2 separate regions of the Mus musculus genome follow, and region 1 is linked to region 2. A link is a contact called in public HiChIP or PLAC-seq data. All regions are on one chromosome and are shown on one strand. The core of a region is the stretch at or near the end of the contact, and the rest is flanking DNA. Distances in the headings are between cores, read along the strand shown. Region 1 holds the start of Cd200r1 (CD200 receptor 1). Region 2 has its middle 64 kb from the start of Cd200r3.

The links. HiChIP or PLAC-seq counts read pairs in DNA pulled down with a chosen protein or histone mark.
Region 1: a contact with region 2 is called in an H3K27ac HiChIP or PLAC-seq map of regulatory T cells, with 5 times the contacts expected there. The contact joins the promoter of Cd200r1 here to the enhancer-like site in region 2. A contact is called at or near these places in 15 of 39 promoter capture datasets (the 3T3-L1 cell line, the C10 cell line, the HPC-7 cell line and 8 more), 37 of 484 Hi-C or Micro-C datasets (the AML12 cell line, the C2C12 cell line, CD4 T cells and 22 more), 13 of 115 datasets of contacts at active chromatin or transcription factors (CD8 T cells, the HPC-7 cell line, bone marrow-derived dendritic cells and 8 more) and 4 of 9 other capture datasets (adipose tissue, bone marrow-derived macrophages, embryonic stem cells and 1 more).

What each region holds. Positions count from the first base shown.
Region 1 is chr16:44,764,068-44,768,344 of GRCm38.p6, reverse strand. It overlaps Cd200r1 (CD200 receptor 1), which reads right to left and starts at 2,609. Exons shown (of 7, transcript NM_021325.3): 1 at 2,273-2,609. The coding sequence starts at 2,336.
Region 2 is chr16:45,005,524-45,009,741 of GRCm38.p6, reverse strand. It overlaps a transcript of Cd200r3 not described here. Among named protein-coding and RNA genes, the nearest start is that of Cd200r3, 64 kb to the right of the region's middle. Within about 2 kb of position 2,576, at least 33 of the 459 cell types and tissues checked have an H3K27ac peak or open chromatin away from gene starts, as enhancers often do. A contact at or near this core is called in CD8 T cells, Th1 cells, adipose tissue and 3 more, where this site is marked.

The DNA of each region.
Region 1 (4,277 bases), core at 1,360-3,859, 240 kb after region 2:
TCTTATTCGCCAGAATCTTGAACATTAATGTCCAAAGGAAAACACACCTATGTGTTATGCTAACTGGCAAATGTATAGTTAGCACAAACTTTAAAAAGGAAGAAAGGGGTTAAATCGATGAGGCCTGTTCCTTGCTTTTCTGATGTGGCATTTAATCTCTATAGGGCTCAGTGTGTCTCCTCCTGTTGGTACCTGCCCCCTAGTGGAAGGCAAGGAAAATGAGTCAAAATTCTTTTAGGGAAGAAAACAGTAGAGGATTGTTGGTTCCTTTTTCTTGTTAGCAACTCATATTGGCAAAACCAGCAACTTCAATAAAAGGTGGGGTGATCTCAATCAGGACATGAAACTATAATTTGAACATAAGAACTTTGAAGACAATGGGACAAAATAAGGAGAAAGAAAAGCCACAGTCTGTGAACATGGAGGTCGTTCAGCCACGCACAAGATTAGATTCTTGTTAACTTCCCCTCGGGTGCTTTATTAAATAAACACCACAGGGTTTGAAGTTTAAAGTAAAATTTAAAAGTAAATAGGCAAAACAAGAGCATTCTATCTATCACTCACCCTGATGCCCTGCCCTCTCTCCTGTGCGAATGGATCTTACACAGAGGGAGCTACTCCTGTCGGCAGCAGCACTAAGCGAAGCCATAAAGTCTCAGCCCTGGCTGGCTTTCAACTCACAATCCTAAGTCATTCTTGGTGAACTTGTCATGTCAAAGCATGTGTATAAAGAAGTAATTTACTGATTGGCATTCTAAACGTTTGATGATTTTCTGATGCCAGCTTGGATTTCAGAGACTTGGAGAACGTAGTGTCTCCAATGCACGCCTTTAATCCCAGCACTTGGAAGGCAGAGGCAGGTGGGTTTCTGAGTTCAAGGCCAGCCTGGTCTACAAAGTGAGTTCCAGGACAGCCAGGGCTATACAGAGAACCCCTATCTGGGGGAGGGGGGGTGGGGGGGGGAGGACCTTTCAGCTTTCAAAATTCAAACTCTGCTATGTTTCCATTTTGTTGCTTTTTTGTCTGATCTACTAATACACAACCTGACACAACCTGACTGGGCTTTCCCTGTCAAATTGATCCTGCACAGACTTTAAAGGCTTTCTAGAGAAGCCCAACTACTGAAAGACTCAGGACACTCCCCCCCCCTTCAAATTATAAACAAATAATTAGCTTAGCGTTTTCAGCTGTGCTACAATGGGTGCCTCTCAGTGAAAAGCAATCCGGGTAAACTGCACACTCCAATGTTTTGTGGTGCTTATGGAAATAAGTACTGCGGACAAAGCACTTCACCGCCCTAAGCTTAGGTTCTAGCTATGTGAAACGGAGCTTTCTTCCATCCTGACCTCAATGGCTTGCTATGCACATCAAAAAGAACAGATAACTGAAAATTCTCAGCAGAAGGGTGCAGTGGTGGATCATAGTTATCTTACGTGTGCTCACCAGTAAGACTATCATGTGATGTTCTCTTTCTGGAAGATAGACCAAAATGTGATTTTTAAAGGAATTCTGGTGAAAGGAAAGAAATACCGTGTCTCCTTTAAATTGTTAAACTATACATTTCAGAGCTAAGTCTGTTGTTCCCTCGTAGCTACTGCAGCTACTAAAAGTGAAACATGAAAAAGCCTCCTACACGAACTCCCACCACCCTTCTACAGTGAAATCAGGACACCCGCACGGTAGCCCCAAATTCTATTGAACTCCTACAAAACTGCAGACATTGAGGCGTGCACCTCCTGATTCAGAAAGTGACTCCTGTAGCCCACATATCTTCAAGATAAAGGCAAATATACATCACAGATACACCAGTGTAACTGTATGTGTAAAGCCTGCAGTCACGAAAAGTGTCAGGAAAAAAAAAAAAAGATACGTTCCCAACTTACACTGTTGGCGAGGGAGACCAGAGATGATAGCTGGTTGTTGGTTTGGTTTTTGGTTTTTGGTTTTCCCCAAGAAGAAGATACAGAGACCCCCATGTCATTTTGATTGCTATGAATATGTGTTTAATTTATCCTGACCTGTCCTGAAGGGGGAGGGGAGATGAGGAAGCGACAGTGGAGGACATTATAGAACACAAAGCAAAAATAAATCAGACAAAGCAGAAAGTAGAGGTGACAAGGTAACCCATATCTGGAGCAACCCTTATCTCTACAACAGAAATTGGCTTGCGTTACCCAGCGAAAAGGGACAAGGCTTAAATGCTGCGCAGAACAGGTCTCTCCTCCCTTAGTCATTCTCCCCACCCACACCCCCCAAAAAATTTCAGACTCACCAGCCACAAAGACCCCCCATATTAAGAGCACTGCTAGGGCAGAAGTTCTCCAAAAGCAAAACATTTCGGTTTTCTGGTTTTCCGCCGCTCACTCGGTACTTTTTCTCCTCAGAGGTAAGGGAGCAGCAGTGACCATAACCCGGATCCCTCTTCTCTCGGGTTGGCTTCTGCGTGGTAGCGCACCTCTTAACCCATCCGCAGGGAGCAGCCCCGTCCTGCCTGCCAACTCCTTCCACTCGCGTGCTTTAGTCTGGCTTGGAAGAGAAGAAACTTCTCTGGGACTTGACACAGCAATGGATTTCCTGTGCAGAACCGTGAAGCAAAGACAGAGGAAGCTGACTGAGTGGGTTACTTTCAGCCCATTGGCTCTTTCTCTTCTCCTGCTGCTCACAGATAAACTGTACAGTAAGGCTCTGAACATGCCCAAGACAGATGGATGTGTCTAAACCTCCATTCAAAACTGAAGAGGGTTATCGATCGATTTTCGCCGCGTGCTTGTAAATTTCCTAACCACAATGAATTTCTGGAAAGTTCTCCAATATAATAATAATAATAATAATAATAATAATAATAATAATAATAATAGTGTGTATACCCTTCCTCAGTCTTTAATGCAGAATAAATATTTCTACTTGAAAATGCCATGGTGAGATTACTATCTAGTCTGGAACCCCACACATAATGCTGGGAGCATCAAATGCGTTTTTCTATTATTTTCTATTATTTCTATTATTACCCTAACAATCCCAAAATGAGAGGCTTAAACACAGCACTAATGCACTGCCCGGGAGTCAAAAGTCTGAACGTCATGATATGGGATTAAAATCAAGGCGTAGCCAGGCCTTTGCTTCTTCTGGAGACACGACCTTTTCCAGCACCCAGATGTCTCTGCGCTCTAGCCTGCGGCCATCGGACATCATTCTAACCTGTGTTCCATTGCCATAGCTGATCGCCTGATGATGACCCTTCTGCCTTCCTCTTACAAGGTCCTTTGCGATTAATTTGTCCAATGAGCATTGTCTGTTCATCCGAAGATCCTTAATTTAATTACATTCACATAGTCCCTTTTGCCACATCAGTGAACGTTCAGTCGCAGACCTCTGTGGGAGGCTCAGTACTGAATTTCCATTCTCTTTGACTTTCGAGGAGTTAGGTTGTTGTAGTCACAGATAACCGCCTTTGAGTTGTCATAGATCTGAGAGTCTAACTTCCCAGAAAAATTCTGTGTAATGTTACTAGTTAGTATAAACTTAGATTACAGTTGAGAAGAAGGAAAAAAAAAAAAAAAACCAAAAAACCTCTGTGGTAAGAATTTCCTACCCCTGAGCAAAATGCTCCAGGAAGAGGAAGAAAACATTGTCAACAGGAAAAAAAGATAAAACAGCACGAATTTTCAAAGTTAGCAATTCCCTCTTCCCTCTTGCCAAACATTAAACTCTATATATTACCCTCCTCCACCTCTCAAGCTTTCTCAGTGCACCATTCTGATTCAAAGGAACAAGGAGATAAGATCCTTAAGAGAAAGAAAGACTTGAAGACATGTCATTTAAATTTAAATACTGTTTTTCCATCACAAGAAGCTGTTGACACTGTAGGTTCTGAGGACAATCTGAGCAGTGCTTAATTCTCTGCCAAGCAACCTCAATGATACTGGTTCATTTTCTTAGCTGTGTCTGTATTTCTTTTCTATTTGATATTATAATGGCATGAGCTTTTGTCCATGTCATCAAAAAGTTTTGATGATCAGGGGAGCGAAATGGCTTAGTAGGTAAAGGTGTTTGCCACACAAGCCTGTAGACCTGATTGCAGTCCCCAGCAACTACATCAAAGTAGAGTGAGATAACATAGCCAGCCTTCACATTTGTACGATGGCATGTACATGTACACACACAAACATACACACACACACACACACAGCAGAGAGAGAACAAATTCTTTAATTTTGTTTTTCTTTTTTTTTTTATTCTTCTCTTCATTATTTATTTTTGAGATGGGATGGACTCAA
Region 2 (4,218 bases), core at 1,327-3,826:
CTTCTGTATCTCCCAGCTGGAATCCTATTGGACACACATGCGTCTGGCTGGCTGCTCTGTCGGTCCGTTAACTCAGAAGCTTCTCAATTGAAAAAAAAAAAAAAAACAAAACTAACTTTTGATATTTGTTCTTGGTCATGGTCTTTCAGGCTCTTGTGAGTTTTCTCAAAAACATTCAAGACAAGGGGCTGGATGTAAGAGACCTGTGAAGACAGCCCGGCTCCGTCAGGACAGAGGGTGACTCTGTAAACTCAGAACTGTGCTGTTTCTAGACTGAATCACAGAGGCTTGTGGGGGACAAGGGTAAAACAGGAGGAGATAATCATTTAAAAGATCCTTGGGAAAAAAATGGGTTGACTTGATTTCTTATGGGATTGTAACCTATACAAGAAACAGCCTGGTATACTTGCTCCGAAGCTAAGCGTACTCAAGGGCCAATAGTCAAAACATATCACTGTGACTTAAAAAGCCTTCAGGCATTTACTCAATTCTTGTTGTAATTTCCAAAAACTGTCCAAAGAAAATCAGCATTGTATCTATCATTTCTCCCCTTTATGTTTCATATTGCCAGGGTGACCAGGCTTCACTCACCATTAGGTGAAGTCCCTAGTTAGCTATACACATATATATTGAAAAACAGATTGAAGGTACAAAGGGAACCCATGCACACTATTTCACTGGATTGCCTAATGAACATGCACTGACCAGCAGCTCTGTATTGCCCTCCCCTCCCCTCCCCTCCCCTCCCCTCCCCTCCTCTCCCCTCCCTTATTCTGCACATGGTGTTGTTGCTTTTTAGTGCTGGGATTAAATTTAGGGACTTGAATAGTCAAGGCAAGTGCTCTACCACACCACTAAGTTACACTGCTAGCCCTTGCCTTTAACTGTTCTAGGCTTGGGAACTACAAATCCAGGAAGGATGGTGCACTGCATGCGTCTAATCCGGCAGCATTCATAGACAGAGCTTGAGGCAAGAAGACTGTGAGTTCAAGGCCAGCCTAGAGTGTCTGGAGAGATTCTGCCCCTGCCCCCAGCACTGCCAAAAGGGAAAAAAAAGACACAAAGGAGAACCCTTTCTATTGATGATAAACACTTATCGAGGCAGTAATGTACCTGACTCTATAAGATAAAATCTACAGTCCAGGATCATGGGGGTTTCTACACCTCCTCAAATGTTGGTGAGTAAAGAAAAGTAGAAAACTAATTTACAAATGATTGTTAACTCAGGAAGGAGTTTGGTCCCTCAAACATTGGTGTTTTACTTATGGACCCAGTGGGTTACCTTCCTCAAAATGTAGAACTGATAGCATATAAACTCTACCCAGGGCTATTTGGTTTGGAGCATTACTTCTAATTAAGATTTATGGTTATTTGAATAAGAATGGCTCTATAGGCTTATATATTTGAAGTCAAGAAGTAGCACTATTTTAAAGGATAAGCCTTGTTGGAAGTAGTATATTGCTAGGGGTGTGGGCTTTAAGCCCAAACCAGATCCCACTCTGCCCGCAGACTAGGGGATGCAGTTCCAGCCATGTGTACCACCCTATGAAAACACATCTTGGGGTTGATGATGTTTCAACACAGACTACTTTTCAAGCTTTTAATGTTCTTGATCACATTTTATACTGCCTCATCTGCAGCCTCTCAGCTGGCACAGCTATGTTGCCATCTGAAGATTGTTAAGTCCCCATAAAAATGTAATGACACACAAGCGTTGGTTTGGGTCTATCTGGGTCGTGAAGATGTGGAGCATCTTCCTTTTATAGTGGAAGAACAGAAGGGGCTGTCTTGATTACTCATTACAGCTTCTGTGGTGTGAAGTAAGAGCAGCATTATTTCACCATTCTAAACGCTATAGTTCTGAAACTAACACATGAGCGATATTGGTTCCTTCCAGGTTTCTGGAGAAACTGGTGTCAGGCATCTGTTCTGGTGGAGAGAGGGCAGTCATTGGTATAGGACATCATTTGAAACCCAGCTTTTGTCTCCCTCTTTGTGTTGAGTTTGGGGACCCAGGGATAACATAGGATTACCTCAGAATCTTAAGCTAATTATATCCAAGGCTCTTTCCCAAACAAAGACACATTTCTAAATTCAGACCTTGTGCCATGGACCAGCCATGGGGAGGAGGGAGCATCACTCACCACACCATAGACCTCCCTTAGTCTGATTTGTTTTGATTTAGATTTGCTACATGCTAGAGTTACGTACTATGGCAGACAGGGTTAGTCACAAACCTAGAAAAAAAATTGAATTTCTGTCATAAAATAGGAGTCCAGCTAGGAGCCAATGATATCAAAACAGATGAGCTACAACAATGTCCTCTAAACTGTAATCTAATAACTGGGTCATAAGCAAGTGATCAAAGGCAGTGCAGCCGCAGACTTTCTGCTGTTAACCTGTTGGACACTTGCATATTTATCACATGTGAATAATTGTAACATCAACAAAAAGTCTCTCCTCAAATCTCACAGTTAGAGGAAATGCCACCATTTCCTTTGCCTTTGGTGTGAACCCAGAATATGAAAGCTGGCAGTACAGGAAGCAGGCAAGAGTTAAGGTGTGTCAACCCTTAACTCTTTGAAATGATTCCACGTGGTATGGAGCAGAACTCTGGCTGGTTCAGACTCCCTTTGATGCCTGTGGCCAGACACTGGTAAATGTAGGTGGAGCTTAAAACAAGCCTTTTACTGTAGCAGGCAATCAGTCTCCTAAGGCTTCCCAAAAGGCATCCAAGGATCAAAGATGGGCAATGTGTTGGCTTCAGCAAACTGTTCTCACTGTTCCCATCCCAGAAATACTGGCAAGTTCCCCAAGAGCACCAGTTTCTAACTAAAAGAAACCACTGCACTTTGTCTTTTTATGCCGATGTGGATTTCATGAATAATTTACTAAAATAAGACTCTAGGTTCATAAAAAAACAGTTACGAGACGACTTGTGTCAAGAAGGAGGGATTTAAAAATGCCTCTAATCCCATCCCTACCTCAGGCTCCATTCTTTTTCTCCAGTTGTTATACCTGTGCACTTTTCTGAACCTTTGCTGCCATTTCATGAACACATTCTGTCCAAAGCAGGCTCAGTGCTATGGCCTCTGAAAGCCAAGGGATGAACATAAAGGAAGAACTGTTCATCTAAAAAGTTCCTAATCAAACAGTGGGTGGAGCTTGGGAACTCTTATGGAAGAACAGGAAGGAGTGCAGCCCCTAAGGGGATAGGAACACCACAGGAAAACCAACAGAGTCAGCTACCCTGGACCCTTGGGACTCTCAGAGACTTAACTACCGACTAAAGAACATCCATGGGCTGAACCTAGGCCTCCCCATACATATATAGCAGATGTGCAGCCTGGTCTTCATGTGAGTTCTGAACAACTGGAATGGAGACTGTCTTAGTCAGGGTTTCTATTCCTGCACAAACATCATGACCAAGAAGCAAGTTGGGGAGGAAAGGGTTTATTCAGCTTACACTTCCATACTGCTGTTCATCACCAAAGGAAGTCAGGACTGGAACTCAAGCAGGTCAGAAAGCAGGAGCTGATGCAGAAGCCATGGAGGGATGTTCTTTACTGGCTTGCTCAGCCTGCTCTCTTATAGAACCCAAGACTATCCGCCCAGGGATGGTCCCACCCACAAGGGGCCTTTCCCCCTTGATCACTAATTGAGAAAATGCCTTACAGTTGGATCTCATGGAGGCATTTTCTCAACTGAAGCTCCTTTTTCTGTGATAACTCCAGCTGTGTCAAGTTGACACAAAGCTAGCCAGTACAGGGACTATCCCAAAAGCTGTTGCCTGTATGTGGGATATATTCTATTAGCTGGGCTTCCTTGTCTGGCTTCAGTGGGAGATGAAGCACCTAGCTTCGTAGAGACTTGAAGTTCCCGGGTTAGGGGATACCTGCTCAGAGGAGAAAGCGGGGTTGAGGGAAGGATTGTGGAAGGGGTTGACTCAGAGGAGGGCAGTGAGCAGGATATAAAATGAATAAGCAAAAAATTAATTAATTTTTCAAAAGTTCTTAGATTCGAGGTCCTCATTTTGGCAAGAAACTCGAGAAAAGATTTCAGTGCTGTGTTGCAGAAGAGTAAAGCTTGAAGCTAGACTTCAGATAAACAGAGTGCTGCTACTGTGCTACTGACACGGGCAAAACATGTGATCAAGGCTGAGAGCTTGTCTGATGATCCTTAACAGGAAAGGAGAGAGGGGAGAAAGTGAGGAGGAGG